Regions from separate parts of the Mus musculus genome. Here regions 2, 3, 4, 5, 6 and 7 are each linked to region 1. Evidence: chromatin contacts called from public HiCAR-type and promoter capture Hi-C data. All regions are on one chromosome and are shown on one strand. Each heading gives the region's core, a stretch centred on a gene start, on an enhancer-like site or on the middle of the called end of the contact. The rest is flanking DNA. Distances are from core to core; before and after follow the strand shown.

Region 1 (4,253 bases), core at 849-3,348:
AGAGAGAGAGAGAGAGAGAGAGGCTAAGAAGCTCCCCAGAGGAAGAGGCAGACAAGCCCCTTCTACTGTTACCAGGGCATACTGAAAAGCCAGCAGGGAAAGTGACATCTCTTCCTACCCCACCCCAATGTCTCCCCAGTCACCATCAATAATCTAGAGGCCAGGCCTGGGACATCTGAGCCTCCTTCATCAAAGATTCATGCCTCCCCGCCCCCACCTTGCCCACCTCCAACTCTAGCAAGCCTCAGGTTACTGTCCCTCTTGGGCCCCACTCTGAGGTCAGCAGGCCTACACCTATGGCCTGGCCAAGGCTGGCACCTGATCCTCCATGGTGGTCTTTCTTGCCACTTCCAGCAGGCACAAAAGAAGGTGCACATCCTCATAGGCAGGAGACTGGGAGGCTCCCCTGGGCAGGCCTGTCTCACTTCATAGGGAATGAAGGGATAGGGCAGAGCCTTGGCCACAGGATCTGTAAGCAGTGTGTGTGTGTGTGTGTGTGTGTGTGTGTAAAACTTCGTAGCACCTCCTCCCTCTTGGAGATAGCAGCTCAGACCAGACAAAGAGGAAGGAAGGGGCAGGCCAGGCAGCAGTTTACCCTGACAGTTCCCCTCTTTGGGGCTGACTCAAGAAACCTGCTCCTCCATCTCTAGGAGAGGCTGGCCCACCTGTGGGTGGCCAGGCTTGATCCAGGTCCCTGCATGCTCAGGACAAACAGGATGGGGATGGGCTAGGGCAGGGAAAGTCTCTTGGCTTGTCCATCCACCAAGCAGCCACAACCGCAGGCAGGGATTCCGGCAGTCAGGCTGGTCGATGGTGGTAGCCCTGGTCAGGGAATCATGATGTGGTGGTAGGAGTGGCTGATGGCCAAACCAACAAGCTGTCTGGGCAAGCAGCCTGGCCTTCCCTACTGGCCAGGGAAGCAGCCCTTCCAGGCCCATAACAAATGGGGACAAAATACCTGGCTCCCAGCTATTGCTTCTTTCTTAAGTCTCTCCAAGGAGGAAACTGGGGCCCTGGAGGGGGGCTATGGGTGTCACGCCCTGGGCTGTAGAAGCTTCCTGTAGATGAGGGTGGAGGCAGGAGCTCCCCTATAAAGTCTGAATCCTGACCCGTTCCCCTGCTTCCAGCTTGAAGTTGGGACTTTGCAGGCCTGGCTGGAGCAGCGATAGAGAGATCACAATGGAAAAGGGAAGAAGTCAGAGGCCAAGGTCAGATGTGCAGTTCTCCCCATTCTACTTAAGAAGGAGGGCTCCATTCCAGCTTCTGTCCAACCTAGTCTGCAAGAGTCTAGGGGTCCTGAAAGGAGAAAAGGTCAGGCTACCCTCTCCACACATACACATAAGCCCATGTCAGTCATAAGACACCCATGCAAACACCCATGCTAACACACACATACTGAGATGTGCCTGAACTGTGCACACATGCAGATACCCACAGTTTCTGTGCGTGCAGCCAGGAAACACTGATGTCTGAGATGGAACCTAGAGTGTCCAAAACCAGCCACTAGTGCATGCACACGAAGAAGCCTGGACAGGCATAACCAAGTCTCATCCAGATGTGCACATACTGGACTGTATACAGAGAACATGTGTACACCCATGTACACTTTTCCAGATGTGCACATCCGGGTACACCCCACCTCCAGAAAAGAACAAAAATACCCAGACCAGTATACACAGGCACATCCGCCCCCAGTTGGGTACACAAGATACTTCCACCCTCGCTGTGTGCATCCATGTGCACCCACTCCCAGCTATGTACAACAGTCTGTTCTGCCCCAAGACGTGTCCATCCCAGGGACTCGCGGTTGCAAAAGAGAACAGGAAGCTTCCCAGGAGGGTACAAGGAAGAGAAGGATGAAGGGACCTAGCGCGGAGAACCAGCGCGGCGGAGCCCCTGTCCGCCCTCCATCCGCCCTCACCGTGGATGCCGGTCTGGTGCGCCATGGCTCAGCTTTCGGCTCGCCCGTGCCGTCGGAGTTCTCCTCTTGGTCCTGGCCCGGCTCGACTCGGCTCGCCTGGACCCAGAGCTCCGGAGGATGTGGCGACGGCACCGAGCCTCGCGCAGCTTCCCGGGCGGTGCCGCAGGACCCGCCCCCAGCGCGCCCCGCCCCCGGAGGGCGAGGCCGGCAGAGGCGGGCATTGGTGCCGCGCGTGCGCGCAGCGGGCGCCGGGGTCCGGATGGCCCAGTGCCCGGCCGCTACCACCTTCATGGCCAAGAAGGGGCCCCAAGGGATTGTGTGGGTGGTCCCTTGTAGGCCAGGATCCTGGAGGTCTGTGGGCGGATCCGCACTTGGGCGTGGGAGGGGCTGTGAGCTTGCCGCGGAGGAGGTTTGAGAGTGAGGGCCGATCCAGGCGTACCCGTTTGTGATGGTGAGGTGATCTCAGTGTAGGTGGGCACGCGCTCGTGTGTGGTCGTGAGTGTGAGTGTGTGTGTGTGTATGTGTGTGTGTGTGTGTGTGTGTGTGTGTGTGTGTGTGTGTGTGTGTGTGTGTGTGTGTGTGTGTGTACTGATTTCCTACCAGTCATCAGGTGCACGGTGTCTGGAGCCCAACGCTGAGAAAGTGAATGGCCATAGGAGGAAATGAATTTTGGAAGGAATACGGTAGGAGAGACCGAGGTGACCTAACAAGGCTGAGGAAAGTTTTCCAAAAAGACGGTGCATGTGCTAAGTGTGACCCAGTGGTGGAAGGACTGGAAGTCAACCTGAGGAACTTCCCAATTCCTAATGACCTTGCCTCTATTCCCAGCAGCCTTTCCTACTGCTCTTACAGACTAACGGCCGAATAGCAGCTAGTACTCTTTAACCTCAGAAACATCTCTCCACCCTGGACCTTGTTATTAAAAAATAGATAAACGGGACTGGACAGATGGCTCAGTGGTCAAGAGCATTAGCTGCTTTTGCATAGGACTCAAGTTTGGTTCCCAGCACCCACATGACACAACTGTTCCTTCTTCTGGCCTCCTGGGATTAGACACGGACATTGTGCACATAGATACATGCGGGCCAAACACCCAGACACACACCAAAATTTTTTTTTTACTGAAATAAATAAAAACTTTAAAAAATAGATAACTTAATGAGAGATGGCTCAGTCAGTAAAGTGCTGAGTTAGCATATAATTTCAGATTCCCGGCAACAGAATGAAGACACTTGGCTTTCCCCTTGGACTGTGCAGGGAGGCTGGGGACCTTGGGAGAGGGAGTTTGAGGAGACAGGCCAATACCTATTGGGGCTTATTTGCTTATTAGTCAGCCAACCCAGCCAAATGGAGAGAGAGAGAGAGAGAGAGAGAGAGAGAGAGAGAGAGAGAGAGAGAGAGAGAGAGAGAGAGAGAGAGAGAGAGAAAGCGCAATAGAGGCTGACTGGCTGGCATCCACCTCTGGTTTCCACATTGTACTCTAACATACACAGTGTATGTATATACTACACACACACACCCCAAATCTGTGAGAGAACTCAAGTTCAAATGGCATCCTTGGGCTGGCTCAGCTGATAGATCATTCTAACCTGCGTGACATGTGTGAAGTACTAGGTTTGATCCTTAGCACTACATAAATCAGGTATGTTGGCAAATAACTATAATCCAGAACTAAGGAAGCAAAGGCCTTCAAGGCCATCCTGGTCTACATGGTTAGATTTTTGTCTCATAAGTAAATAGGAAGGAAGAAAGAAAGAAAGAAAGGGGGGGGTGTTTCAGGATTAGCCTGGGCTAAGGAAGGAAGGAAGAAAGAAAGAAAGAAGGAAGGGAGAGAGAGAGAGAGAGAGAGAGAGAGAGAGAGAGAGAGAGAGAGAGAGAGAGAGAGGGAGGTGGGGGTTTCAGGATTAGCCTGGGCTACATAGTGAGTTCCTGGCCAGCCTGGACTACATGGGACTTTGTCAACAAATGAAGAGGTTAAAAAAAGGGGGCTGTCAAGATGGCTCAGTGGTTAAGAGCACCGACTGCTCTTCTGAAGGTCCTGAGTTCAAATCCCAGCAACCACATGGTGGCTCACAACCATCTGTAATGAGATCTGATGCCCTCTTCTGGAATATCTGAAGACAGCTACAGTGTACATACATATAATTTATAAATAAATAAATAAATAAATAAACAAATAAATAAATAAATAAATCTTTTAAAAAAAAAAGAGGTTTAAAAAAAAAGGTGGTGAGGTAGAAAACTGGATAAAGGAAACAGGCCACCCACAAAGATGGATGCTGTCCCACAAGTCGATGAGGAGCTGCTTGCCTGGTCCGTACTCATTAAATAC
Region 2 (4,253 bases), core at 844-3,343, 2.9 Mb after region 1:
TTCCATGATGTATTTTGTTTATAAGCATATCCGGATACCTAGTACCTTATACAAGACCCTAGTCTATAATCTTAAGAGAAATAGTTTGCTTTTTTTTAAATTCAGTTTTAAGCTGTAACCCTTCCATGTCTTTCTCCTCCAACAAACATCCTCTGGAAAACCTTAAATTGTTTTGGCTTTTTCTTTTTCATTTTCCCACAGTACTAGACCCCTTATAACACATTACATAGGTACTAGGTTTTGGGGCACACACCTGTAATCTCAGCATGCAGGAAACTGAGGCAGAAGCACAGAGTTCCAGATCAGTCTGGGCTACACTGTGAGACTCAGTCTCAACTCTTTCACTGCCCCCATACTGTGTAGTTTCTTGCTTATCACCTGATTAATACCGATTTCCTGTTCTATGTATGCTGAAAGAGGAGAGATATTTGCTTGTTCTGATCATTGGTGTACCCCAAGTATTATGCTAGAGGAAAACCTGTCAGATGACGGACACTCAATTGATGATTGCTAAGTGAGTGAACTTTAAAAAACAAAACAAACAAACAAACAAAAAAAAAACAGCTAACTTCTCAAACCTGAATATGCACTGGGACTTTTGTTTAAAATGCATATTCTAATTGTCAAATGTGGGTTGGGATCCCAAGGCTCTGCATTTCTAATAGATTCCCAAGCTACAAGGACATTACTAGGGTTTGTGAATGGCAAAGCTCAAAACTACTCCCATCATTCATTCATTCATGAATATGTGTGTGTGTGTGTGTGTGTGTGTGTGTGTGTGTGTGTGTGTGTATGAGAGACAGAGAGAGAGAGACAGAGAGAAAGAGAGAGAGCAAGCAATGAACCAAAACTATTGCATTGTGACTCCGTTTTTCAGTGCTTAAAGGATCAATGGGGTTAGTAAACAAAACAAGTCAGGAACTCTAAGTCAGAGGACTGGGAAGATGGCTCAGACACACACACAAACAGACACAGACCGGGCGGGGGTAGGGGATCAAACTGTAGGTTAACATCCAATTGTCACAATAGATTTCAATCCTCCCAAAAAATATAATGGTAAACTTGCATCAACTAAAAATTATATAGCAGTGATTTATCTGTATTAAGCATATGCTATAGCAAAATTTCATTAAAATTATCTACTTCTAAGACATAAAATCCAACAAAGCAAAAACATTTAAAACATGAAAATGAGCTCAAGTATCAAATAAGACATATCCATTAATTCTTACCTCAAGAGCTTTAAAAAAGCATTCTGAATTGTCCGAAGACTTTAAAAACTTCACAAGAAACGGCTCTTGGTCATTTCTGGACATAGCTGAACTGTGAGAATAAGGCAGTCAAGAAGAACAAAAGTCAGTCAGTCAATCAGGGAATTAAATGTACAAGTCAACTATTTTTGTAGGGTTTTTGGTTTTTTTTTTTTTTTTTTTTAGTTTTGAGACAAGCCCTGGCAGTCCTGGAATTCGCTCTGTAGACTAGGTCTGCCTGGCACTCAAGAGATGCTCGGCCTCTGCCTCACTCAAGCTGGCAAAAAAGGGAGTGTGCCACTACCGCCCGGCCTGCAAATCAACTATTTTCTTATGCAGACAAGAGTGCCTAAGACATAGCTATCTGGCTTGGTTCATCAATTCATTCAAGATGTTTACAAAGGGCCCCAGAAGGTGGGCAAAGTCGAAGAAGAAAAAAAAGGACACGGATCCTTGCAAACGTGAGAACAAAATGAACGTTCCTGATTGAATCCCCTGAGACCCTTGGTTTGGTCCTCAGTCACTCACTGTTCACTTGCATGGGGCTTAAGACGACGCAGGGCGCCGCTGCGGCTACGGGTACCCACAGCCCGCAAGATTTGCTCCTAAGTTAACGAACTCTGAACGCAAGCAGCCACCGTGCAAGGTCGTGCACGCTCGGCCCAGCTCCCAGGGAAAGGAGCGTCCAGGCCGCGGCTCCCCAGGGACCTGAGGCCCACCCGCCGGTTAGGAGAGGCGCGAAGGCCGCAAGAGGCGCCGGGCGGCCACGCCGGCCGGGAGGAGCCGAAGCTCGCTCACCTAGGTGGAGCCCGAGGGCCCACGGGCACCAAGTCGGGGGGCGCGCGGCCGGCAGGACGGCGGCTGGGGTCGGGCGCCAGCCCGGCGCGCAGCCCCCGCCCTCGGCGGCGCCCCCAACCCGAAGCTAACGCTGCAGAACCCGGAAGGGCCAAGACCGGGAACCGACTTTCGCGCCAACCGAGCGGACGCCACACCTCTTCCGGAGGAAGTGGCGTCATCGGGGCCCCCGCTCTGGGAAGCGGAGCGGTCGGAAGAGGGCGGTCCTTGGGCACGCTTTCCCGAGATGCTCTGGGGTCTGGGTTTGCGGCAACAGTTTCGGCTGCGGCGCAGCTCATCGTTCGTGGCGAGGGCCTGCGGGCGGCCGGACCGATCAGCCTTAAGTCCAGAACGTGCAGAAGTGGGGCGAGGGGGTCCAGTGGCGAGTTCTCCTGACGGTGCCGGGGCAGCGCATGAAGCTAATAGCGGCTTGTGGGTGGGAGGATGTTAAGAAAGTCAAGGTCTGACTCCCCAAAGTGGATGAACAATCAATCCTTACCAAAGCCAAAAACAGTAACGGAAAGAAGACTGGGTGATGAAAGGCACGCTAGATTATTGATTAGGTTATATTCACATTCAAGACTTTTAAAATATGTATTTCTAAGCCGAGCAGTGGTAGAGCACACCTTTAATCCCAGCACTTGGGAGGCAGAGGCAGGCGGATTTCTGAGTTGCCAGCCTGGTCTACAAAGTGAGTTCCAGGACAGCCAGGACTATATAGAGAAACCTGTCTTGAAACTCCACCCCCCCCCCCCCAAAAAAAAGTATTTCTAGATATCCTCTATCAGGTGTATAATTGGCAAAGATTTTCTCCCATCTGTATGCTTATTCATTTGATTAATTTTTCTTTGCTGTGCACAACCTTTTAACTTCACGCAATCCCATTTCATTTGTCCGTTGTTCGTATTATATCCTGAGCAACTAGGGCCCTATTCAGAAAGCCCTTGACTATTTTGGTTTCAGGATTTCAGTTCTGACATTAAGGTCTTTAATCCATTTGGAGTTGATATTTGTGTAACGCAAGAGAGATTAAGATCTAGTTTCCTTCTTTTATGTATGGCTATCCAATTTTCCCGGCACAGTTTATTACAGAAGTTGGTTTTTTTCTTTTCTGATGTGTACTTCCGGCATTTTGTGACAAAGAATCTTTACTTAGCCAAACCTGTAGTCTGACTACTGGTCGTTCTCCTTGTAAAAATCCAGTTAGATCCTGCCACCTTTGATAGCTCATGCCCTTTCTCATTTTTCACTGTCCCCAGGTAATATCTGACTATTCTGGCCTATCTACAGTAAGAAAACTCTTAGGTTCTAACCAAAACCCCATTCTTATGTTACCTCTTAAAAGTTGCTAAGGGTAGCCGGGGGCAGTGGTGGATCACGCCTTTAATCCCAGCACTCAGGAGGCAGAGACAGAGGCAGGCGGGATTTCTGAGTTCAAGACCAGCCTGGTCTACAAAGTGAGTTCCAGGACAGTCTGGGCTACACAGAGAAACCCTGTCTCGAAAAACAAACAAACAAACAAACAAACAAAAACAAAAAAAAGTTGCTAAGGGTAAATTATTGATAAAATGCTGAATTATTAGCCACCCCCAGCTTTATTTTATTTTATTTTATTTTTTGAGACAGAGTTTCTGCATAGCCTTGGCTGTCCTGGAACTCACTGTGTAGGACAGGTTGGCCTTGAACTCAAGAGATCTTGCCTTTGCCTCCCGGAATGCTGAGATTAAAGGTATGCCACCACGCCCAACACAAACTCTATTCTTTTAAGTACAATATATTTAGGGTTGCTGGTCACTGTAGTGATTATAATGGTCCTGCTTTAAAGGTATCATTAACTTTTTTCATTTACAGGATATCGATAACACTGGCGCAGAGGTAAATGCCCACTAGGGAAAAGAAGGGAAATACTTAGTATTGGAGGTAAGGGTCTGAGGATGTAGCTCAGTTGGTAGAGCACTTGCCTAGCATAAAAGTCCCTGGGTTCCATCTTCAGGGCCATATAACACTGGTTGCATCCTAGCTAAGCAGGAGGTATCTTGGGATACATGAGACCCTGCAGTGCCTTGAAGAAATTATTAGAGCTGTGAAAAAGAAGCCACAGTTGATGTCTAAAATGCAGTTCTGTCCTGAAGTTGTCATCATATCTGTAGGATACTTGATAGGTCACCA
Region 3 (4,253 bases), core at 639-3,138, 2.8 Mb after region 1:
CTGTCTTAAAATGAGGGGGGTGGGGAGCAGGAAAGGGCAGAAAAAGAAGGAAAGAGGAAAGAAGACAAGGAAGGTAAAAAGAAAGTTTGCTAAGAGATGTTAAGCAAAGCTGGTGGCACTGGGCAGTGCTGAACTTGGACAATACCACAGGAAGATATGTGGTGTCACAAAAGGAAGTCACCTAGGAACCATCCTGGGCTGGGGGAAGAGAACAAATATGTCTGCTTATTAGCCAGGTGTGGTGGCGCACACCTTCAATTTCAGCACTTAGGAGGCCCAGGCAGGTGAATCTCTGAGTTTGAGGTCATCTCCGTCTTCAGAGCCAGTTCCAAGGCAGCCAGGACTACATAGTGAAACCTGTCTCAAAAAACAAAACAAAAGAAAGGTCTTCTTATTGTTGGCTACAGCCATAGAGCCTTCATTTATCCATCGATATGTTCAGAATGTAGGTCTTCAATAGCCACAACTAGGGAAGGACTTGTAAGGAAAGACAGGAGGGAACAGGTGTGGAAAGACATCCCTCCATTTACTAGCTGGGTCCTATCTTTCCCCCAAGGCTACAGACATAGGACTTAGCCATTTCCTCAGTGGTTGTCACAGCTTTCTCCTCTACCCTTTAGAGGAAGCAGAAGTTTAATGCATACCCAGACCACACGTCTCATAGAGAAACACACATTTGATTCTCCAAGGCCCCAAAGTCAAGTCAGGTGGAAACAAGGATATTTTTTATCCCCTTCTCTGTCCTAAGATCCAGCATAGGAGCCAAAGTTAAACTGTAGCAATCACTCAAACTCAAGTCAGAGCAGGAGCAATTCTAGGTGCAATTGTGTAACTAAAAACAAGGAAACTCCAACATCTGTATTGGGTCATTCATTCTTTAGCTGGTAGAGAGCCTCTCTAGCAAGAATGGAAACCCCTAGTATCGCTAACATAGGCACAAAAGTGCATGCCTGAATTCTCAGCACTTGGGATGGTGGAGGCTGGAAGGTCAGAAACACATTATCTTTTCTATGTATGGCGTTCAAAGCAGCCTGGGGTAGGTGAGACCCGGTCCCAAAACAAAGCAATCTCCCCCAAGCAAACAAAAAGCTTTCTGGGCTGCAGATGTTTCGGGGATCAAGTATTCACATAGTATGTGCCAATAGGGTGAAGACCCAGGAAAAGGAGGGGTTTTGTGTGTTTTCTTTTTGTGATTCTGTGGACAGACTCTGCGCTGACATGCGCCTGTCGCACGCTACCACCAAAATCACATTCCCAGCCATTCTCCATCTCACAAGAGCTAGCGTTAGAGGGTCAGATTTATTTAGCCTGACCCTGGTAGACACAGCTAGTCAAAATCAGTTCCCTTCCTTTCATGCACTGGCTTATTTAAGATCCTTCCGTAAATGGAACCACGAATACTAATCCAGCGCTCCTCATCAAAAGCATTCCATTCAGAAGAAAAGTAATAGGTGCCCGACCAGAGAGGGTGCGAGTACAGAAAAGCAGGGCAGGAGGACCAAGCTTGAACATAGCTGGCTTAACATGGTCTCTTTCCTTTTCCTGAAAGTTCAAACGCCTACCAGGCCACAGTCCTGGCGAGCAGACGCACGTGTACCCTGCGCATGCGCGCAACCAAGGCACACCCGCCCCCTCCGGCTGGTCTTCTTCAGCCAAGTCACCAACCCTCTAAATGCCCGCCCTCAAGGCAAATTCCCTGGCCAATCGGAGGCAGGAGTCACTAGGGACGTCACTCTCTTTGCCTACACCCGCTTTCTCCCCGCCCCCATACAGGGCACCGCCCCGTAGAAGGAACGGATTGTCACCTAAGCGCTCCGTCCGGGCATCTGATTGGCTCTCCCGGAAGACCCGCCCCCTTCTCATCCCGCCGCCCGCCCCCCTCGGCGCGCCCACAGCGGCGGGCGGAACCGAGCGCGCAGGCGCGGCGCTGCCTCTCTCTGCTGGTGGCCCGCCCTCCCTCCTCCCCTCCCTCCCCTCCCCGTCCCCTCTCCCCCTCCTCAGGCCCGCGCGTCTTCCTCCCGCACGCGCCGTCGTTAGCCGAGCGCTCGCCGGTGCGCGCCTTCCTTGTCCCTCAGGCAGCGGGGCGGGCGCGACCCTGCTCCACGCTCGCGGTTCCCAGCGAGGAACGTACCACCAGAGCACGGGGGGAGCCGGCCGCCCTGCCGCCCGCGCCTCGGCGACCCCGCGGGGCTGAGGCGACGCCGCACCCTGCAGCCTGAGCGCACAGCCGGCCTTGACCCAGAGCTCGGAGCCGCGAGCGCCGCGCCCTCCGCCGGCCCCACCCATCCGGACCGCGGCCATGGCCGAGACCGAGGAGCGGAGCCTGGACAACTTCTTCGCCAAGAGGGACAAGAAGAAGAAGAAGGAACGGAGCAGTCGCGCGGCCAACGCGGCGAGCGGCGCGGGCGGGAGCAGCGCGGCGGCGGGCTCCAGGCCGGGCGATGGCGGGAGCCTGGGCTCCGGTGCCAGGTCGGGCGACGGCGGGAGCTTGGGCTCCGGCTCCAGGTCGGGCGACGGCGGGAGCTCGGGCTCTGGTGCTAGGTCCGGAGACGGCGGGAGCTCGAGGTCCGGAGACGGCGGGAGCGCGGGCCCCGCCGGCAAGGCCATAACGAAGGTGAGGGTCGGGAGGCCGGCGGCCGGCCGCATGTGCCCGCCCCCGCCGGCCCGGGAGGCCACGTGACTCGGGCTTCGCACGTCGGCCCGGCGGGCGGGCGGGCTCGCGGTCCTCGGCCCCCGGGGCTCGTCTGGCCGCCCCCGTCCGCGGCCCTCTGCGCGCCGCGCCCTCTGGGCCACGGGGGTTGGGCCGGTCCCCGGGTGACGTGTGCCCGAGTCCTCGTGGTCCCGCTTGAGCCCCGCTGGGGCCGGATTTCATGTTCTTAAGGTGTTCCGAGGCTCCTCTGTGCCGCCCGGGCCAGCGTGGCTTACTCTCCCAACCACGGCCACGCAGGGCTGGGAATTGAGTTGTGGAATTTCTGTCGCCTTCTCTCCGCCGCTCAGCTCGCCCTGGGCTTGGGTTTAAGTAAAAGCGGCGGCAGAGAGGGCGTTTGGGAATTAGGCACGTCTCCGGATCTTGCAGGAACGGGCTAAACTTTACCGTCCGGCCACTAGCCCCAATTTTTGAGACAAGGTCTCACGGTGTAGCTCTGGTTGGCCTCCAGTTCACAAAGAGCCTCCGGCCTCTGTCTCTGGAGTACTGGGATTAAAGGTCTGTGTCACTGTCTGCAATTTTGTTTTTTTTTTGTTGTTGTTGTTGTTGTTGTTTTTTGTTTTTTTTAAAGATCACATTTATTTGCTTATTTGTGTGCGCGCACTCCTGTGTACGTGTGCGGAGAGGTTAGAGGCCGGGGTAAATTCTCTCTTCCCACCACGTGGGCCTGGAGAGTTAGACTCTCTGGTTCTCGGTGTTGACTGCCGCCGATTCTTAGACCGACTCAAGAATCCTGGCGACCACTGATGGAATTTTTCCGAGTCTGGAATCTGTTTACCAAGATCTCTAATTAATTAATTCGATGTTTCGCGGGTACCTTTACCAGTTTGGGGAATCCCGTTGGCCCTTGATGCCTTTTAGTCTGAAGTGGGCTTACCAAAAACTAATCAGGTGTTGTTTCTTCCATAGGATGAAAATGAGTGGAAAGAATTTGAGCAAAGAGAGGTTGATTACAGCGGATTAAGAGTTCAGGCAATGCAAATAAGGTAGGATGTGATTACACGTGGGATTAGGTAACCTTGTTAAGTAGTGCACGCGTTTACTTTTTTTTTTTTTTAAATGCCCTCTGTGTCATTAAATTAGTTGCCAACTCTAAAATCCTGTGGTTTCCCTATTTGCAGCTATGTGGATTTTTGGCTTGACTAAAATGGATTTTTGTCATTTAAAAATTTTTAACACTTCGTGTTTGAATTTAGGTGGTCTTCCCTACCCCTAGTAGGGCTCCTGTAGTTCACTCGCTGCCCTGAGAACTTACTGTGTGACTCAGGAGAAGAAGGGGCTTGTTTTTTTTTTTTTTTTCCAAAAAAAAATATTTGAAGCGAGTTGCCTGTGTAATACATGTCTGTACTGTCTTCTGGAATTGGAATTACAGCTGTTAGTGTGGGTTCTGTGAGCTGGACCCTGATCTGTGGAAGACCGCTGAGCGACATGTCACCTTGAACTCTTAATTCTAAAGTGTCCACCCAAATGTACCACCAAGCTGTGCAGGAACTTAGTTTTTTCTTTTACTTACTTAGTAAAATTGTTTTCTAGTTCTCTCTGGTAA
Region 4 (4,253 bases), core at 1,305-3,804, 2.8 Mb before region 1:
GTAAGGAAGACTAATAGCTTCCAGACACGTCGGCGTGGCTCTGGGTTATATAAATGTATCAAATTTTATCAACTGCTTATGGTGTTCGAGACTGGAGAACGTGCCTGTGTCAATTGGCACCAACACCAACACCCCAAGGAGCTGGGGACCCCGAGGAGCTGGGGACAGCAGAGAAAACCCACCAGCAGCCCCAACTAGAAGCAGGCATTTTCTTCCTCGGAAGGGTCTTGGTCAGGCCATCTATCCTTCCTTGCCCTAGGGGCTTTACTGTCCTGGCAGTCTTCCAACCTGGCCCCAGGTCACTGGTCACAGGTGCATACAGAGAGGCTGACTGGCTGTGCTGTGACCTCTGGGATCCCTGGCTAGGGCACACATCTGTAAGCCTCATCTTTGGCCATGTCACCTCCCGTCCAGAAAAGTGTATGTAGCCTTGGCTGTTCTGGAACTCATTGTCAGGCTGGCCTTGAACTCAGAGATCCATATGCCTCCTCTGTCTCCCTGGGACGAAAGACACGTGCCACAACCACGTGATACAAGAGCCACATTTCAATCCTATACTTAGAACTTAGGGAAAGATGTACAGGCCTGGCCTTGGGAGCAGACAGAAGGGTCTGGCTCAGGCTGACACCTCAGTCCCCGACTCTGATGTAATAAAAGGCAAAAAGGAGATTGGTGGTGGTGAGATCTACTTTCCTTTCTTCCCTCTGTTTGTGTTTTGTTTTGTTTGTTTATTTTTGAGACAGAGTCACTCTACAAAGCCCTCACCACCCTGGGACGCACTATGTACTTTGAGTTGCTTCAAACTCAAAGAGATCCTCCTGCCTCTGCCTCCTGAGTGCTGGGATCAAAGGTTTGCACCACCACACCCAGCTTGCTTCCAATTTTCAAGTATTTACTTGTTAGAGGCAAAAATGACAATGGTCTCATCCTAGGCTGAGGTCTAAGGGTTGGCTCCTTGTCCAAGATCACACAGCTGGTCCAGGATGTGGCTTGAGCGTTACTGTCCCCAAAGTCCAGGTCCCTGCCCTTCTGTAACGGGGGCAGCCACCCTCTGGTCTGGACGGCTGTCCTAATAGACTGGCAAGGAGCTTCTGATTAATTCTTCCTTTTGGAAGCTGGCCAGGCTAAATCCACAGCCCCTGAGGACTCAGAATGTGTCTGTCTGCACAGCTATGGCTCCACCAGTACCCATACTGTGGTCAGAGCCACCACCCACAGGAACACAGTCTGCTTCTGAACTACTGCCATTCTAGGAGGACCCAAGTCATGATCATATAACACACGCCTTCCCCACTCCCAACCCCTCTCATTATGGTAATGGTCAAAGTCGTGGCCTCAGGCTGGCCTTGGCCACAGAAGCGTAGAGGACCCTCCCCTCCCTTATCACACACAGCAGCCTTTAGGAATGCACGGAGACCCTGGCACATCACACAACAGCCTGATCTCCATTTCCATATCTGCGCCACCAGTTGTACGAGATGTTCTCTGAGGTCTTTGCCAAGCTGCAAATTCATTACAATATTTGAGTTACTTATAAAACAATTTTTTTCTTTTCCCTGTCAATAAAAAATTACAGACTCGTTCAAGAACAAACAGAAAAGCCAAGGAAGTAGATGAGAACACTCAGGATCCCAGAAGAGGTAAGTCACTTCGCAATTCACAAATTCCAGCATAGTTCTTTGATGTTTGACTCTCCTGTGCAGTTATTTAACAGTGAACTCAAGTGGGTGCTTCCACATCCAGGGGCACAGATATAGGTCCATATGGTGTGCCGTTCCCACTGTCCAAATCTTGACAACTGTACTCCCCCAAAGTTCCTCTAAAACTTTGGCATTAAAACCAAGGGGTACCTGAGGACTACTAACTAGCCCATGGCTAGGCTTTCAAAAGTTCTCAGCTCAAAGAAGCCAACTGCCTTGTCTGGAGCTACACAACTCAGTTTCCAGCCAGACTTCCCGCTAGCCCACTCTGTGGCCAGGAGAGAGTAAAGAGCCACGGCCACAAACGAAGTCCTCTTCTATACACAGGCACTGGAAACAGCTCGGGTCGGTGCCTATCCACTGGGTCAGACCCAGTCTCCAACAGACTGAGATGTCCCCTCACATCTGTCCCCACTCCTGCTTCACCACACTTCTGCGGGCCACTGTCACGGTACCACGGTCACTCCCGCTCACCTGTTCTCAGCCTCTCACCTGTCCCCGACTCCGCCCACCAGTTACAATAGCCTCACCGGTGCCTGCTTCTCTACCAGTCTCCTGCCTTTTCACTCGAGACCCTCGTCTAGGCCGTCTACCCACCCATCAGGGTTCACCTTCTCTCTCTCCTTTAGGACCCCGGTCTTACCACCACGCTGGCTGGCGTGCAGAGCGGGCCTGCCATTGCTGTACGGCATCCAGATCTTCTTCAGGGGATTCTGGGTCAGTTCCCGTGGAGACGCCATCCCTGGGCTGGGATGAATCGGACTGCGCTGCTACTCACCCAGCAACCGGGCCACCTCGGGCCACCCGAGGTCCCGCCCCTCCGGCCCCGCCCACCCTCTAGCGGCTCCAACTCTTGTCAATCTTCTCGCAGGCCCGCCCCAGAACTAATAGGCTCCACCCAAACTAAAGAGGCACTGGCCTACGACTACGCATGCCCAATTTTACTATAGCTTCTTTTGGACTAAGCACGCCCCATCCGTCAAACCAGAGTTGATAACGCGCATGCTCAATACTAGCTACCTTTGACACCCGGATTATGCAGACCCCGCCCCGGATGTGAAGTTTACTGTACTCAACCAGATTGTTCTTATATGCATAGGCCCCACTCATGGTCCCGCCCAGGGTGCTGCAGCCCTGCCCCAAAGCTTGTGTGGCCTCTTACTCCCTTGAGAAATGTGACCTCACAGTCGCCTACTGAGAAGGGTACGGAGAAGCTGAGCAGGCCTGCGTGATCCTCAGAGCCGGATAGTCTGGACCAGCGTGGCACTTGTCCCTGAATGGCTCTAATGACTGACTTGCTGCCCTGGAAGTCAACCACCGCTGCGCCCTCCTGGACCTTCTTCGTTCCTCCTCGGTTGCTTTTAGCCTTGAAACTTCCCGGGTCCACAAGAACAACTTGTTCAACCACACAGAAAAAGTTCCCTTCTCTTAGGGACATAAACACAGAATACATCTCAAAATCGACCATGTTTTGGCCTGGCTGCTGGGGAATTTAGGCTAAATCTCTGAAATATATGAACAAGCTGTTTGGGGTCTCACTAAGCAGTATTCTGATTTTCTTCCCAGGATTTATATTTTACCAATTATAATTTTATTGCTGTTTGGTTTTTCTTTCTTTTGGGGGGGAGAAGAAGGGCTGGTTTCATGTTGCCAGGCTGTCCTGGAACTTAATGTGTAGCTGAGGATAACCTTGAACTTCTGCTCATCTTGCTTTCACCTTCCAAGCTCCAGTGTTTCCACAGAGTTTATGCAGGGAATCGAACCTAGAGAACCTAAGGCTTTGTGTATGCTAAGTAAGCTAACCCCAGCCCCAATTAGTGTTTTAATAATGAATTTTTTTTTTAACGAGCTTCTGTCTCTTCATCAGGAAAATGAGATGCAGACGTCATCAATTTTACAAGACTGTGGTACAGATTAAATGTGTCAGCCTCAGAAATCTGTTTAAAAACATGTGGGCGTTCTCATTCATTATATTACCTCCCTCTCTGCCTTTGAAAATGTACTGGGACAAGGGCCCAGGGCCAGGGCTGGCAGCTCAGGCTTAAGGGCTAAAGTGGTACCATATGAACGAATTCTCCAGCTGGGCGACCCCCAGTGAACATGACCCCTTAGAGGCCAGTGAGGGGTGGTGTTCGGAAGTCACTCTTCTGCGTTTGACCCCCACCAGTCTCCAGAAAGCTCAGGCCTCTTCTTTCTGCTCAGCCCCGCCTCTCCAAACTGTATATTTTCTGTGCAGGCCCCAGCAACAGGGTTTGAATCTCGATCTCACTACCCTCTAGTGATGCCCTCCACCAAACCCCTGGCAGGTTTCCTGCCTCACATATGCCCAGCCAGAAGCTAGGGACATGAAAAACAAGGCTGACCCCGTTCACAATTGGCCCACATCCCTTCCTTTCACGTCTCTGCTTTGGGTCAGTTCATCAAGTCTCAAACCAACTCTCCAGAGTTTGGCATAGACAGAAGGACTGTGACCAAGATATCTTAACCACTGCACCAGGAAATAAAATTCAGAAGCCCATTTGGGGCCTCCCTGGTACCAGCTCTGGCCGGCTA
Region 5 (4,253 bases), core at 984-3,483, 2.8 Mb after region 1:
TCACACTGTCCAACCTCTCACAACTCAAGAGAGAATGGGAAGGCCCATGTGGAGGGTGGGGGTTGTCCACGGTCACACACAGAGGTTGAAGCAACTCTGGGACTAGTGGCCCTCTTTCAAAGAGCATAGCATCCCATTGCTGGGATGAACAACCACAGAACCATCTGCAAACCTTCCAGCACCTCCTTTCAAGTGGAAAAACCGTCATCTCTCTCCCCCAACTGTCTTTTTGTCCAGTTGCTTTCTGTGGAATGTGAAAGATGTTCCTAACAAAACTAAATCCTTCAGATTCCTGCACGCATATGAGTAAATATATAAAGTTTTAAATAAACATGGAGGAGTAAAGGGGTGGTATGTAGTTCAAGTACCCACCGAATGGCTGTTCCGCAGATGTCCAGCCCTAACCCTGGCCGTCCTCATTCCCTCCTGTGCCCACCAGATCACCACACATCCCCAGTTACTGACAGGACTTCACATCCCAGAGTTCTGGAAGTCATTTGTCCAAAATCCATCAAACCACAAAACAGGGGTTCGAACCTTGGCACTGTCTTATTCCAAAGACCAAATTCTTTCTCATAACATGGCTTCCTTTCCCACACTCCTACCGTGGTATCTTTACTGAGGTTCCGTTTCTGCCGCTTCTGACTCACGTGTGTTTCTTTTCAGCTAATGGGAAAACCAAAAAACGACTTCCTCTTTTCACAAAGAAAACTCTGCCTTCCTCGGCAGCCCACCGGTGACGTCTGAAGAACCTCAGTGGCTGCTGGACTCCCTAGCTGACTCAGACGGAGCTCCCTGGGGGTGGAGAGAATTCTGCTCCCATTTCTGTAGTCTGTAGCTTGAACAACCGAGGCCTCTCTGAATAAATACTTTGCGTGTGGCTCCCAGTCTGCCATTTGCTGTGGCTAACTTGCTGGTGGTGCAGAAACCCTTCCTTTTCTCTGCAGGTCCCAGGGCCTCTTTGGGGATTTGGGTTGGTGTTTCATGAGTATGTGCGTGTGTTTGTTTTGTTGGTTCAAAGGATAGGACCCAGGGCCTCATGCATGCTAAGTGTGTATGATACACTACACCCCCCATACTGGGAGCCATTCTTGGATGCTTCTAGACAGCATGTTGAGCCTGTTAAATGAGTCCATCAGTCTCATCATTGCCTCAAGGTCAACTGTTCTGGTTTTATCAACACACAAAGGCTGTTCATTCAAAAGTTCTGCACTTGACGGGTACCCTGGTCACATGCAAATCTCTCTCTCTCTCTCTCTCTCTCTCTCTCTCTCTCTCTCTCTCTCTCTCTCTGTCACACACACACACACACACACACACACACACACATCTCATTTGCCCATAGCATAACACCTCTCCATCAGTTTCAACCCATGGGGGACTAATTAGGTTGTGGTAGTTCACCCATTTACAGCCTCAACATTTCTTTTTTGGGATCCACATGCCAGCGCCCTCCACCCCCCCCCCCCGCCCCCCACGCCAGCCCTCTCAAGGCTCGGGCCAGCCAAATCTATTCATGCATCTGCTTCCCACGAAGGCAAGACCCTCCTGCCCTCAGATTACAACTGAAACCACCACCTGTGTGGGACCACAGGCTCTCAGTGCTTCTAAAACCACACACCACCACACCACAAAAACAAACACGTCTGTTTCTGTTACCTGCCTGCTACACAGAATTAGACCAAGATAAGCTCCGTCGTTGTCCCTTTGTCACTGTGAGCTACTTACCCCAACAGAGGGATACATCCCTGTGTGGGAACATTTGAAGACCTTCATATGGATGTAAAGTCCCAAAAAGACCAATAAACAGTGTTTACCTTTATTTAAAAACAAACAGCCGAGAATGTGAGGTTGCACACCTTTAATCTCAGCACTCAGGAGGCAGAGGCAGGTGGATCTCTGTGAGTTCAAGGCCAGGCTGACATACAAAAAAGAGTTTCAGAACAGTCAAGGCTGTTACACAAAGGAATCCTGTCTCAAAAAACAAAACAAGCCAACAACCTTTTAAAAGAAGCAAGGTGTGTCCTGGTTAGGATTCTGTCCCGTAGATTTCCTTGCTGGCCTGCAGGACCAAAGAAAGAGAACCCACGAGTCTCCCAGAAGGCCAGTTACTTAGACTCTACACAATATCTTTACATAATTCAGTGTCTGAAGTCCAGAAATAGAAAAGACACCACTTACGCTCCGTTTCAGCTAAGCCTCCACTGCCCTGCTAGCTTGCTCGCTGCGAACTGCTCCTAATTGAACCACCTGGGTGCAAAAGCCATCAGGAAGACAGTGCAGCTGTCTCAGCGACATTGGATGCTGCAAGACCTTCTTGCCTTTCTTATTATCCTTAATTATTATTTCCAAGCCAAGATTTCAGTTTCCAACCTCTACACAGCCCAGGGCCTGGAAGGTGAAGAGGACCCCATGCTGGGGTTTTGTTTGTTTGTTTGTTTGTTTGTTTGTTTTTGCCGAATCTGGAAGCCACTGGTATGCAAGGAGAGTAGATGCGCGCCCTCTCAAGGGTTTCTCCCAGTGGGGCTGCGAGTTTTAGACTCTTCTGCCCTGCAAATCTCCACGAGCAGGTGCCGCGAGTCAGAAAGTTAATCACCTTTTGGCAGGGGAAGATCATGACTGACGGCTGCTTCCAGTTCCCAGCGCAGGCTCCTGCTGCTTCTAATGAGGCTTCGTTAGCAGGTATGAAAAGGCCCCGCTGGCCCCTGGATTCTGCCAGCGCCTTTTGAAAATCAGACTTCCTCTCACAACATCACGGTACAATTACCCGTTGGCAGTGGTTCCCTGACAGGTGGTGGGGGAGGCTGCTGCCGGTGGTGACGAGCATTTGTTCTGGAGTAGATGGGTAAAGGGCTTTGGCTGGATTCCTCCTAAGCTCTTTCCACACCGTACTACTCAACTCCATGGATTTTGGGTTTCCAGGTGTGTGCTTGAGAGCGCGCGTGCGCGCGCACACACACACACACACACACACACACACACACGCACGCACGCACGCACGCACACACACACATACCATAATAGCACCCATTAGCGTTGAGACCCCCACATCCTTTGATAACAATGTCCTTAAATTGTACTTCAAGGATATTGGTAATTCTTTTAAGCATGGATTGATGCTCAAATGTTTTGACAGACTGGGGGGAGGGGGAATACCCATATAAGGAAGATCATTTCTGTTCTCATGGGTTGACAATCTTGGTGGGGCAAGGACTAAACAAAGCAACGTGGCACTGTACAGTTTGCATGGCCCCTTCCCTGAATTCATTTTGTCCCCAAAGGCATGAAGATAAATCTGATTTCAGTTGCTTCTCCACTACAGGATTCAGTAAGTGCCACCCAGTTCACTGCCCTTTGTTTAACTGCCCTACACACATTCTTCAATAAGCCCTTGGGCCACCTCACCAGCTTTTACTTAATTACACCCATGTGTTTGTTGGGAGGAGCTTGTCGGGGTGCTGGTGGAGTCAGAGGACAACTTTTGGGAGTTGGTTCTCTCCTTCCACCATGTTAATCCCAGGGGATCAAACTCAGGTCATCAGACTTGGTGACAAGTGCCTTTCCCAATGAGCCAGCTTGCTGGCTCAATAGACTGCCTCTCTGGGCAAGATAGGATTTGGGCCAATACAGAATCTTAGCAGTGGTTGCCACTGGCAAACAGAAATGTAAGATGCCTGGTTTAATTTGTCAGATAACCAACATTTTTTTTTTTTTTAGTATAAGTATACCCAACATATTATATACATTTTTCTTTTCCTTTTTTACAAACAGGATCTTTCTATGTACCCCTGGCTAGTCTAGAACACACTATGTAGACCGTGGTGGCCTAGAGCTTTCAGAGAGCCGCTCGCCTCTGCCTTCAGAGTGCTGGGGTTAAAGGCTCCGTGCCACCGCACTGCTATTCCTTTTGTTGTTGTTGCTACTGTTGGTTTGATTTGGTTCTGGTTTTGAGGCGGGATCCTCGAGCTTGCTAAGTAGCTGAGGATGACTTTGAACTTGTGCCTCTCTCCACCTGCTAAGTAGTGGGATTGTAAGCATGCATCACCACCCCCAGTTTGCACAGAAAGGGTCTTTTTTGTGAGGCGGAGTGGTTCCAGAATACAAGATAGTGTTCTACCAAAAATTAAATAATTTTATCTGAGTCTGGAGGCTAGAGAGACAACTCAGCTGTTAAGAGCATGCAGATGACCCTAGTTCGATTCCATGTCAGATGGCTCTAACTCAGTGGTGCTCAGCCTTCCTAATGCTTCGAC
Region 6 (4,253 bases), core at 517-3,016, 2.6 Mb before region 1:
TAAGAGGCTTCCCTGGATAGGGCCAAATAAATATAGGGGTCAGCAAAGTCCTTCAGATGGCAGAAGGTGTGTGGGCGGGGCAGGGAGAGACAGCAACAGCGACAGAAAGGGAAAGTTTTGAAAAAGAAGGGCAAACACCAGGTGGAGTAAAAATGAGACAGAAATTCGCAGTCGGGGGAACTGAGACTAGGGGTATGACGAAAGAAACAGGAAGTGATCCGAGAAAGATCTTTCCTTCCCAAACCCTCCAGCCCCACTGACCCTGGCTAGAGCAGAGGCTCCACAGGGCCTGACAAAGAGGCAGGGCTTCCTCAAAGTCTCCAAAGAGACCTGGGTGCTCAAAAAGCTGAGCTGGGTGTGACACAGTTTAGATTTTTCTCACCTGAACACCTCTAGAGGAGACTGAGAGTCTGTGAGGAGGACCCTAGAACCAAGGGTCCCTCGTCTTTAGCAAGACCAGATGACATTTCCAAATTTATCACAGTATTTCTGTCCTTAACTGGGCTGGGACAGGATGTTTCCATAGCTAGGGACTATGAGTCTGGAATAGCCCAGACTGCCCTGGGTCCCCTTCCTCCTGCAGTCAGAATAGGCTAGCTGGAGACACTGCAGCAGGACTACTCTTGAGCAAACAGGAACTGGAGCAGGCTCCACTGGAAGGGGACCAGGCCATCTTCAGAACGGGAAACCATGAAGGAGGCTCACTTCCTCACAGTGTGGACAGCTCCCATTCCAGGATGGAGCGCCCAGATTTCAGAGGAAGGAAACCAGAGAAGTCAGGAGTGGAGGCTTGGGAGAAGTGGGGGCTGTGCCAGGGAACCTTGTCTATCAGCAGGGGCCAGGGGCCTTGGTTCCTGAAGGGTTGGGGAATTGTCCTTGGGGAGAGCTTGATAGGTGGGCGGGTTCGGGATACAGAGATACTACAGGAATTGGGACTCGCATAAGGGACAGGAATGCCTGTGGCTCTGGGGTCCAAGTGTGTGGGTGGGGTGGGGACTAAGAACCTGGAGGGTGGTTGAGGAAACAGGTGGTGTATGAGGTGGCACAGTCAGTGGTGGGCACGGTGATCTTTACAGTTAAAGGTGGAGGCTACAGATTGATGGGAGATGGGCATCCTAGGGATTCAGGAAAGGGGAACGAATAGGGTTTGGAGGTCTAAGGGACTTGGATAATGAATGGACTGGAAGTCTCTGGATCCAGCTCGAGAATTCAATGCAGATGGAGGCTCTGATTATCGATGACAGAGAGTCCCTGTTCCAGAATTAAGCTTTTCACGGGCCTGCGGTTAAATGTCAAAGGCCTAGTCTCGGGTGGGTGTTGACGGCCCTTCCGGAGGGGTCTCAGTCCTTACGGCTCTTGGGACTTAAGGTCAGAGTCTCAACCTCCTTGTCTGGTAGAAGTCCCGAAGAATCTGACTGAGCTTCCTGGATCGGTTCTGCGTGCTGGTGAAGGGGTTCGGTCGAGAGGCCTGGGACGGAGGGACACACTCACCTGCAGGCGATGCAGGTAGGCAGGCGGCACGTACCCGGTCTCGCCACTGCGCGCCCGTGCTGCTAACCACCAGTGCGTGCTGCTGCGCTCCAGCACCAGGAAGGTCTCGCCTGCAGCGAACGCCATGGCGTTCGGCTCCGCGGAGCGGAACGCATACAGCGCGCGGTACATGAGGCCGGGCCGGGCCGGGCCGCGAAGCGCCGGGGCTGGGTACGCGACGAAGGTTGCGGTGCCGGGAAGCCAGGCCCTGAGTGCCGCGCCGCCCGGCGCTTGCCCCGCCCCGCCCCGTGACACGCCGCGCGTGCGCATGCGCGACCGCCGGAACCCCGCCCCAGGAGCGAGTCGGCTCCAGTATTGGAGCGCCGCGCCCCCTCGCGGCCGAGAGAGGTTTGGCGGGGCGGGGTGGGAGTCTCCAGTTCCTTCAGGCCTCAGACTCCAGTCAGCTGACTTAGGGTCCTAACTCCCTCTCCCTGGCTTTCCTCCTCCTTTCCCAGCTCAGGTGCAAGCGCTGCGTTCCTTCCCACCTCCTGATGAAGGATGCTTATAGCCAGTGCGTCCCTGGGGACGGGGATATGGTGTTTTGCTTTGAGGAATCCTGATCAGACATTTGGAAGTTCTTTCTGGGGAGGGGTCTCCCCAGCGCATCTAGGCCTCACAGTGCCTTAGTACAAAGTCCCTACTCTGTCGCTGAGGTGGTGGACAAGTGTGGAGGGCAAGGGACAAAACCAGGTTGTACTGTCCAGAATGCATCTTTGCTACCCACCACATATACACTCCCTTCATATATACTGGCTTCTTTCCTATCTTGAGTCTTGCATCTGTTCTATTTGAACACTCCCTTCTGGACCACGCCCCAACTTGTCAATGACTATCCTTTTGCCATTTTTGTTGTTACAAAAGGATTTAAGTCTATGACCTAAGGTCATATTTACTCATAACGAATCAAACTGCGTGTATACATGCATCTCCTGTTTTAAAAGGCTGTCTGTTACCAACCCTGTCCTGCCCCAACATCACAAATGGCACTGGGGAAAAAAAATGGTTAGGGCAGAAGGCTGATAGGGTAGGGACTGAACACATGAGGTTTAAAAAGCATGTTTTGAGTTCTGAATGGTGGCATGATCCCAGCATCCAGGAGGCAGAGCTGTAGAAAGCCAAGATCAAGACCAGCCTGGGCTTCATAGTAAGAATCCGTCTCAAAGAAAGAAAAAGCATCCCTGACCTTCAGTTTAATATTCAGCCTAGCCATCCACATCTTTGAAATCCTTGGCATCCCTCGGTCGTAGTGAAGAAGGCCTAAAGGATCCTTGCATACTCTCCACTAATCTAAGGAGCACAGGATATACACACCATCAGACAATGTTCCAAGGCAAGGTCTCACTGTGTAGTTTTGGCTGTTCTGGAACCATGTAGACCAGGCTGGCCTTAAATCCAATGATCCATCTGCCTTTGCCTCCCAAATGCTGGGACTTAGGGCAGGTGCCACCACACCTGGCTTTTTCCCCCTAAAGACAAGGTCACACTAGCAGCACCAACTGGCCTGAAACTAACAGCAATCCAACTCCCTCTGCCTGAGTACTTAGATGAGCCAGACTACACCTAGACTTCGCTAATCTATTTTTAGGCATGGTGGAGGTAGGCCCAGTGGGATGTGGGGAGCTGCCAGAAGGCTCAGCCAAGACAAGAACTTGATATCCAGACCCTGGCTTTATCAAATGTTTCTGCCAATTTTTGGCAGTGCACACACACACACACACACACACACACACACACACACACACACACTTACAGAAGCTTTCAGGCACAAAGTAGTGGTAGCTCTTTGGAGCTATGCTGACTGGTCTTTGTAAAGGATGAAGCTGGTGTGATTATGGGACTGCTGAGTAGGAGTGGTAGCAGGTGTTGAAGCCAAGACTGTCCATGGCTACCAACAGACCAGAGACTTGTGGCTACTTGAAACCCCACCATGGGGTCCAGGATATCTGAATTACTATGGCCAGCCAATTAATTTCTTGCTGCCAGTTACCAAGGAGAAATAAAAAGCTGGACCCAAACAAGGGTTGGAGCACCTGTTGTCCAGCTTCTCCTTATGCTGCACAGGGCCATGGGAAAGCCTATACCAATTGTACTTTTGTGTAAGGGTGGTAGAGACCAAGCCAGCACAAACCACAGTGACCTGACTAAGTAGTGCTAGACTGGGACACTTTAGACAAAGCCAAGTCTTTGTAATGAGTGGGTGCCAGGCCTAGGAGACCACAAGGCAAGGCTTCTGCAGGCTGGGAGGAGTCTGCATGCTTAGAAAGAACGACAGCAGCACTGTATACAATAAACAAAACATCTGTATTAGAACATTTACACTCAGGGAAGAAAGAGGTATCTGCATCATCAAATGTGGAATGTTGAAGAAACAGTTAAAATAAATAAAAGGCTCTGAGCACGTCTGGGGCCGGCTCAGGCTGGAGGCGGGGGGGGGGGGGGGGGAGGGGGTCACAGGGGCCACTGTCTATCAGCTCCAGGCTGCAGAGGCCAACACCTAGCCATACTGGCCTGCTTCCCGACAGCACAGCTGTAGGGGGACACAAAGAGTCTCTCAGGTCCTGGAATAGCCAGAAAGCTCACTCCCCACTCTCCTCACTTATCTCTGTGACAATGTCTATCAGGCTCTGCAGCCCAAAGATATAGCCAGCATCCTGGCCCTCATGCACCACACTGTCCTCGCCATACAGCCTGCAGGTGGTGTGTGCAAAGTCAATCATGCGCAC
Region 7 (4,253 bases), core at 1,145-3,644, 2.1 Mb after region 1:
GTGAGCAAGGAGCAGCATAATGAGACTAGTGCATCAGAGCCACAGTCAGGAGGCCAAGTAGGACAGGTCTGATAGTCGCTCTTTTCTCCCCTCCCCTCCCCTCCCCTCCCCTCCCCTTCCCTCCCCTCCCCTCCCCTCCCCTCACCCCACTTGCTTCCTTTCTATCCACAAAGGAACTCATACAGCAGCTCTGGCTCACTATGTAGCCCAGGCTAGCCTCTAACTTGCAGCAATCCTCCACCTTCAGCCTCAGCTCCCCTCCCAAGTGCTAGCTGAATTACAGGTGTGGGTCACCACAAACAAATAAGATTTTTAAAAACCCAGATTTTAAAAAACCTTGTATTTTTAAGAAAGTTATTTCTGATGGCCAGACATAGTGTTATATGCCTTTAATCCTAGCACTTGGGAGACTGAGGCAGGTGGGTCTCTTTGAGTTTGAGGCTAGCCTGGTCTACAAATCAAATTCCAGAACAGCCATGGCTACACAGAGAAACCCTGTCTTGAAAAACAAGAGACAAAAAACAAACCAAAACAAACACCCCAAAAAAAGAGTTATTCCTGGAGCATGAGGTATCATGCCTATCATCCAGACACTTGGGCAGCAGAAGCAGGAGGACTGCCACGAGTTGAGTCCAGCCTGATCAATGTATCAAGACCATAAAGAAAAGGGAAAAGTTATTATCATTGAGGTTATCCTTTATCTACATGACGATGATAATTAAGGGCCCCCAAACATGCAGCTCCCCATGTTGAGTGCCTTCTTGTCTCTCTTACCTTTAGTTTTTCGATCACTAAGGGGTGTCCCCACTTTTCCGCTGAGTTTCCACTTTGAGCATAGTATTCAGCTACTTCCTTAAGACAGTGAAGAGAAAATGATTAGACCAAGTTAGTACAAAGCCACAATGTCATGAAAACCATGAGTGTGTGTGTGTGTGTGTGTGTGCACGCGCTCGCGTGTGCTGGCGCATTCAAATATGTGTGGGCTGGAACTCCTAATTCTGCATCAGCTGCCTAAGCGCTGGGATTACAGGCATGTGTCACCATCCTGGTTAGTAATGTTTCTTTTTATTAATAGGTGCAGAATAAAAAAACTTCTAAATATTTGTTCATCAAAAATTATTCTGATCCGGGCGTGGTGGCACAGGCCTTTAATCCCGGCACTCGGGAGGCAGAGGCAGGCAGATTTCTGACTTCGAGGCCAGCCTGGTCTACAAAGTGAGTTCCAGGACAGCCAGGGCTACACAGAGAAACCCTGTCTTGAAAAACCAAACAAAAAAAATTATTCTGCCTCGATATTAGACAGTAATAGACAGTAATAATCTGATTCCCAAGGTTTACATATTCTGTCTCCAGCAACATGGTACACAGTGGGCATAGAAACCTCTCAACTAAAAAGGCTGGGTGAGGCCGGGTGTGGTGGCACAGGCCTTTAATCCCGGCACTCGGGAGGCAGAGGCAGGCAGATTTCAGAGTTCAAGGCCAGCCTACAAAGTGAGTTACCAGGACAGCCAGGACTAAACAGAGAAACCCTGTCTCAAAAAAAAAAAAAAAAAAAAAAAAAAAGGCTGGGTGAAGTGTTACCAGTTGAAGATATATTAAGTAATGCACAGTTGTTCTGGAAGAAAACAACAAAACAGCTTCATCCTTCAGGCAGGCAGGAGGATGGGAACTAAAGTTTGTCCTCTGGGCTATGGAGGCTGACCTAGGCCTTGGTTCTCAATGGGCCACATCAGTCGGGCACAGGCTCATGATAAGGCCAGGGGCTGGACAGAGCATTTGGAACTTTGGTTCCATCAAAGCCAGGAGGCTTGAGAAGTGAAACCCAAGGAGGGAACAAATAGAACAGAGAAACACACAGAAAATCTGCACCTTTGGAGGCACAGCCTGGGGAGAAAGCCTTCACACAGCTCTCCGTTTGCAGTGAAACAGAAGAGAGAAATGTCAGGCTCAGAAACCTGCCTTCATCCAAGCCTGGGATCTAAATGCCAGACCTGAGCGGCCCTCAAACCTCACACCCAAATTAAGTTTACAATGTCCTGCCAGCAGTGGCCCCAAACAGCTGTCCAGAACTAAACCAGCCCTTCTAGAGGAAAGAGTTTGGTACAAAAACTCATGTGACTCCTTCAGAAAAAAAAAAAAAAAAAGAATTCACTCCACAGTCCATCCTGAAAAATCCCTAATCGCTGCAGGAAACCAGCCACCACAGGCAAGAATCAGCAAAACAGCCGTGTTTCCTTACAGCCACAGATATTGCTTACATTCACAGCATAAAATAGTTGTGGTGAGTAGATTCCAAAAAGAAAGAAAGGAATTACAAGATTGACAATGGGCTACTAAAACAAACTTGGGAAGCAAGCCAAGGAAACGGAAGCCTTGGCAATGAACCGTAAGAAGGCTACCGCTGGCAAGCTCCAGTACAGCTTCTTAAAGGCTGGTGGGACCGGAAGCTTCTCCTGCCCCCCGGGGAGGCCCTGGGGACCAACAGAGCAGGCGAGCACCTACAGTCCTTTGTTGAGTCTGGGCCTTTCTTCTTTAAGGGCTCTCTGGACATTTTTCACACTCTCCAAAGTTAGACTATGGAGAACTGAACAACACGGCAGGAAGAGCTAAAGCAATTACTTAGTTCAGAAACTTGAGAGAAGAAAAGTGTGAGTGAAAAAGGATATGCCGGACCCAGGAGACTGAGTGCTTACTTCCACGGCAACCATGAAGCTAGCAATGGGAGAGGACAGTGAGACGGCTCAGAGGGGAAGGGTACTTGCTGCCAAGACTGGCGGTGACCAGAGTTCGATCCCGCAGATCCGACTTCAATATGCATACCAACCCCCCCAAATAAATGAACAAATGTAATTACAAGGTCAAAAGGAAACTGAAGGGTGAAATCTTCAACTCCTGAGAGAAAGTAATTAACAACCTGGAATTCATATCCCAAACTGTTGGCTGCTGCTGCTGCTGGTGGCGGCACCCGTACCTATCATCTTAGCCCTCGAGAAGCTGAGGCAGGAGGATCATGAGTTTGAGGCCAGACTGAACTAATTAGGGAGACCCTGTCTCAAAACATTAAAGATTTAGGACAAAATAAAAGTATCATCAATAGGCAAGGTACTACCTATCCCCTCAAAAACAAAACAAAGCAAACACCAACCAAAGGGCAGCCACAAAAGCTCCCGCAGACTCTCAGCAAAGCAGCTCGGCTCCAAGAGAAACATCTGAGTTGCAAGAATGAACGATAAAGTAATAACAAAGTGGGAAAGTCTAAATTACACTGTTCAGGCCGAATAGTAACCTCTGCTTTGTACAACTGAAAGAGTACAATAGAAATAGGGGATGATAGTTCTACAAAAGCTTAGAGATGCAGTTATAAATACTTACAGCATCTCTTTATCAACTACTCTCTCTACACGTCAGCTAAAAGAATCATGGGGTTAAAGGTCATGGGAACTGTCAAAGCTTTTGGTGTGAATCATCAGGTTATTGTAGATTATTCTCCCAAACTACACTGCTTTTGGCAATTGACTACCATGTTCCTTTTAGGGAAGCAAGGCTTGTCTGGGGTCCAGCAATGTACAAGGCAGAGGCTCGCACTTTCAAAGGCTCCAGGATGGAGGGCGCTTGTCACATCTGTCAGGGAAATCGCTAGGCTTTCTGTTTGGGGCTGCATATTATGCCTGTTCCTAGGGGGCCATAGAAGGTCAGTGCCATTCATTGTGTTTGGTAATGAGTATATTAGGGAAGATGTTTATGGTGTCCTCATTCTGCCTACCTCATTATGACGCTACAGTTCTGAGAACCAAATCCTACCTGTGTTTACATGCCCGAGAAGGGTGGGTTCATCTTAAGCCATGCTAAAGAGATAGGAGGAGTAACTACTAATTACTCCTTTCATGAAATACTATACTTTTCCTTCCAAGAATTAACTGCCCCTAGCCCAGATTCCCGTGAGCTGAGCCACCTTGGGGTTTAGCTTGGTCTGCCCATCTTTCTGACTCAACTTTCCCCGTTCCTTCACTTTGGATGCTGGCCACTTTTTCTGGCACATTGTTTCCTTACTCTTCTCTGTCTACAGCCTCCCTCCCTGCCATGTGGCTGTCCGGTGCCATGTGGTGACTTTAATTATTCCTTAAGTGTGTCATGGCCTAGCTTTTCTTCTCCCCTCTGAGAAGCTCCTGAGACTTAGAACGTGACTGCCATGGGTCCCTTCCTTTGTAGGTATAATAACACTGCCCCCAAGCTTCCATTTGAGTCCACTTCTT

The links. Promoter capture Hi-C pulls out the DNA fragments that hold promoters and counts their contacts. HiCAR-type assays count read pairs that join an accessible place to other places. Capture Hi-C pulls out chosen DNA fragments and counts their contacts.
Region 2: a promoter capture Hi-C map of pre-B cells shows a contact between it and region 1, with 4 times the contacts expected there. The contact joins the promoter of Topbp1 here to the promoter of Twf2 in region 1. A contact is called at or near these places in 2 of 39 promoter capture datasets (cranial neural crest and pre-B cells) and 1 of 115 datasets of contacts at active chromatin or transcription factors (astrocytes).
Region 3: a contact with region 1 is called in a promoter capture Hi-C map of liver, with 3 times the contacts expected there. The contact joins the promoter of Cdv3 here to the promoter of Twf2 in region 1. A contact is called at or near these places in 3 of 39 promoter capture datasets (the 3T3-L1 cell line, cranial neural crest and pre-B cells), 1 of 484 Hi-C or Micro-C datasets (B cells), 2 of 115 datasets of contacts at active chromatin or transcription factors (astrocytes and pro-B cells) and 1 of 9 other capture datasets (liver).
Region 4: a promoter capture Hi-C map of the 3T3-L1 cell line shows a contact between it and region 1, with 4 times the contacts expected there. The contact joins the promoter of Pfkfb4 here to the promoter of Twf2 in region 1. A contact is called at or near these places in 2 of 39 promoter capture datasets (the 3T3-L1 cell line and liver).
Region 5: a contact with region 1 is called in a promoter capture Hi-C map of pre-B cells, with 3 times the contacts expected there. The contact joins the promoter of 5830418P13Rik here to the promoter of Twf2 in region 1. A contact is called at or near these places in 2 of 39 promoter capture datasets (cranial neural crest and pre-B cells).
Region 6: a contact with region 1 is called in a promoter capture Hi-C map of pre-B cells, with 4 times the contacts expected there. The contact joins the promoter of Nckipsd here to the promoter of Twf2 in region 1. A contact is called at or near these places in 3 of 39 promoter capture datasets (liver and pre-B cells) and 1 of 9 other capture datasets (liver).
Region 7: a HiCAR-type map of astrocytes shows a contact between it and region 1, with 4 times the contacts expected there. The contact joins the enhancer-like site here to the promoter of Twf2 in region 1. A contact is called at or near these places in 3 of 39 promoter capture datasets (the 3T3-L1 cell line, cranial neural crest and hippocampal neurons) and 2 of 115 datasets of contacts at active chromatin or transcription factors (astrocytes and embryonic stem cells).

Annotation. Positions count from the first base shown.
Region 1 is chr9:106,200,953-106,205,205 of GRCm38.p6, reverse strand. It overlaps Twf2 (twinfilin actin binding protein 2), which reads right to left and starts at 2,098. Exons shown (of 9, transcript NM_011876.3): 1 at 1,922-2,098. The coding sequence starts at 1,946.
Region 2 is chr9:103,303,167-103,307,419 of GRCm38.p6, reverse strand. Topbp1 (topoisomerase (DNA) II binding protein 1) reads right to left here and starts at 2,093. Exons shown (of 28, transcript NM_176979.5): 1 at 2,049-2,093; 2 at 1,233-1,323. The coding sequence starts at 1,316.
Region 3 is chr9:103,363,415-103,367,667 of GRCm38.p6, reverse strand. Cdv3 (carnitine deficiency-associated gene expressed in ventricle 3) reads left to right here and starts at 1,888. Exons shown (of 5, transcript NM_175565.3): 1 at 1,888-2,614; 2 at 3,617-3,693. The coding sequence starts at 2,300.
Region 4 is chr9:108,990,203-108,994,455 of GRCm38.p6, reverse strand. It overlaps Pfkfb4 (6-phosphofructo-2-kinase/fructose-2,6-biphosphatase 4), which reads right to left and starts at 2,554. Exons shown (of 14, transcript NM_173019.5): 1 at 2,344-2,554. The coding sequence starts at 2,440.
Region 5 is chr9:103,421,558-103,425,810 of GRCm38.p6, reverse strand. 5830418P13Rik (RIKEN cDNA 5830418P13 gene) reads right to left here and starts at 2,233. Exons shown (of 6, transcript NR_040466.1): 1 at 2,182-2,233. It overlaps Bfsp2 (beaded filament structural protein 2, phakinin), which reads left to right. Exons shown (of 7, transcript NM_001002896.3): 7 at 667-887. The coding sequence ends at 670.
Region 6 is chr9:108,805,893-108,810,145 of GRCm38.p6, reverse strand. Nckipsd (NCK interacting protein with SH3 domain) reads right to left here and starts at 1,766. Exons shown (of 13, transcript NM_030729.4): 1 at 1,492-1,766. The coding sequence starts at 1,662. Ip6k2 (inositol hexaphosphate kinase 2) reads right to left here. Exons shown (of 6, transcript NM_001379600.1): 6 at 3,813-4,253. The coding sequence ends at 4,107.
Region 7 is chr9:104,086,857-104,091,109 of GRCm38.p6, reverse strand. It overlaps Acad11 (acyl-Coenzyme A dehydrogenase family, member 11), which reads right to left. Exons shown (of 20, transcript NM_175324.4): 10 at 775-852. Among named protein-coding and RNA genes, the nearest start is that of Acad11, 25 kb to the right of the region's middle. Within about 2 kb of position 2,394, at least 46 of the 459 cell types and tissues checked have an H3K27ac peak or open chromatin away from gene starts, as enhancers often do. A contact at or near this core is called in astrocytes, where this site is marked.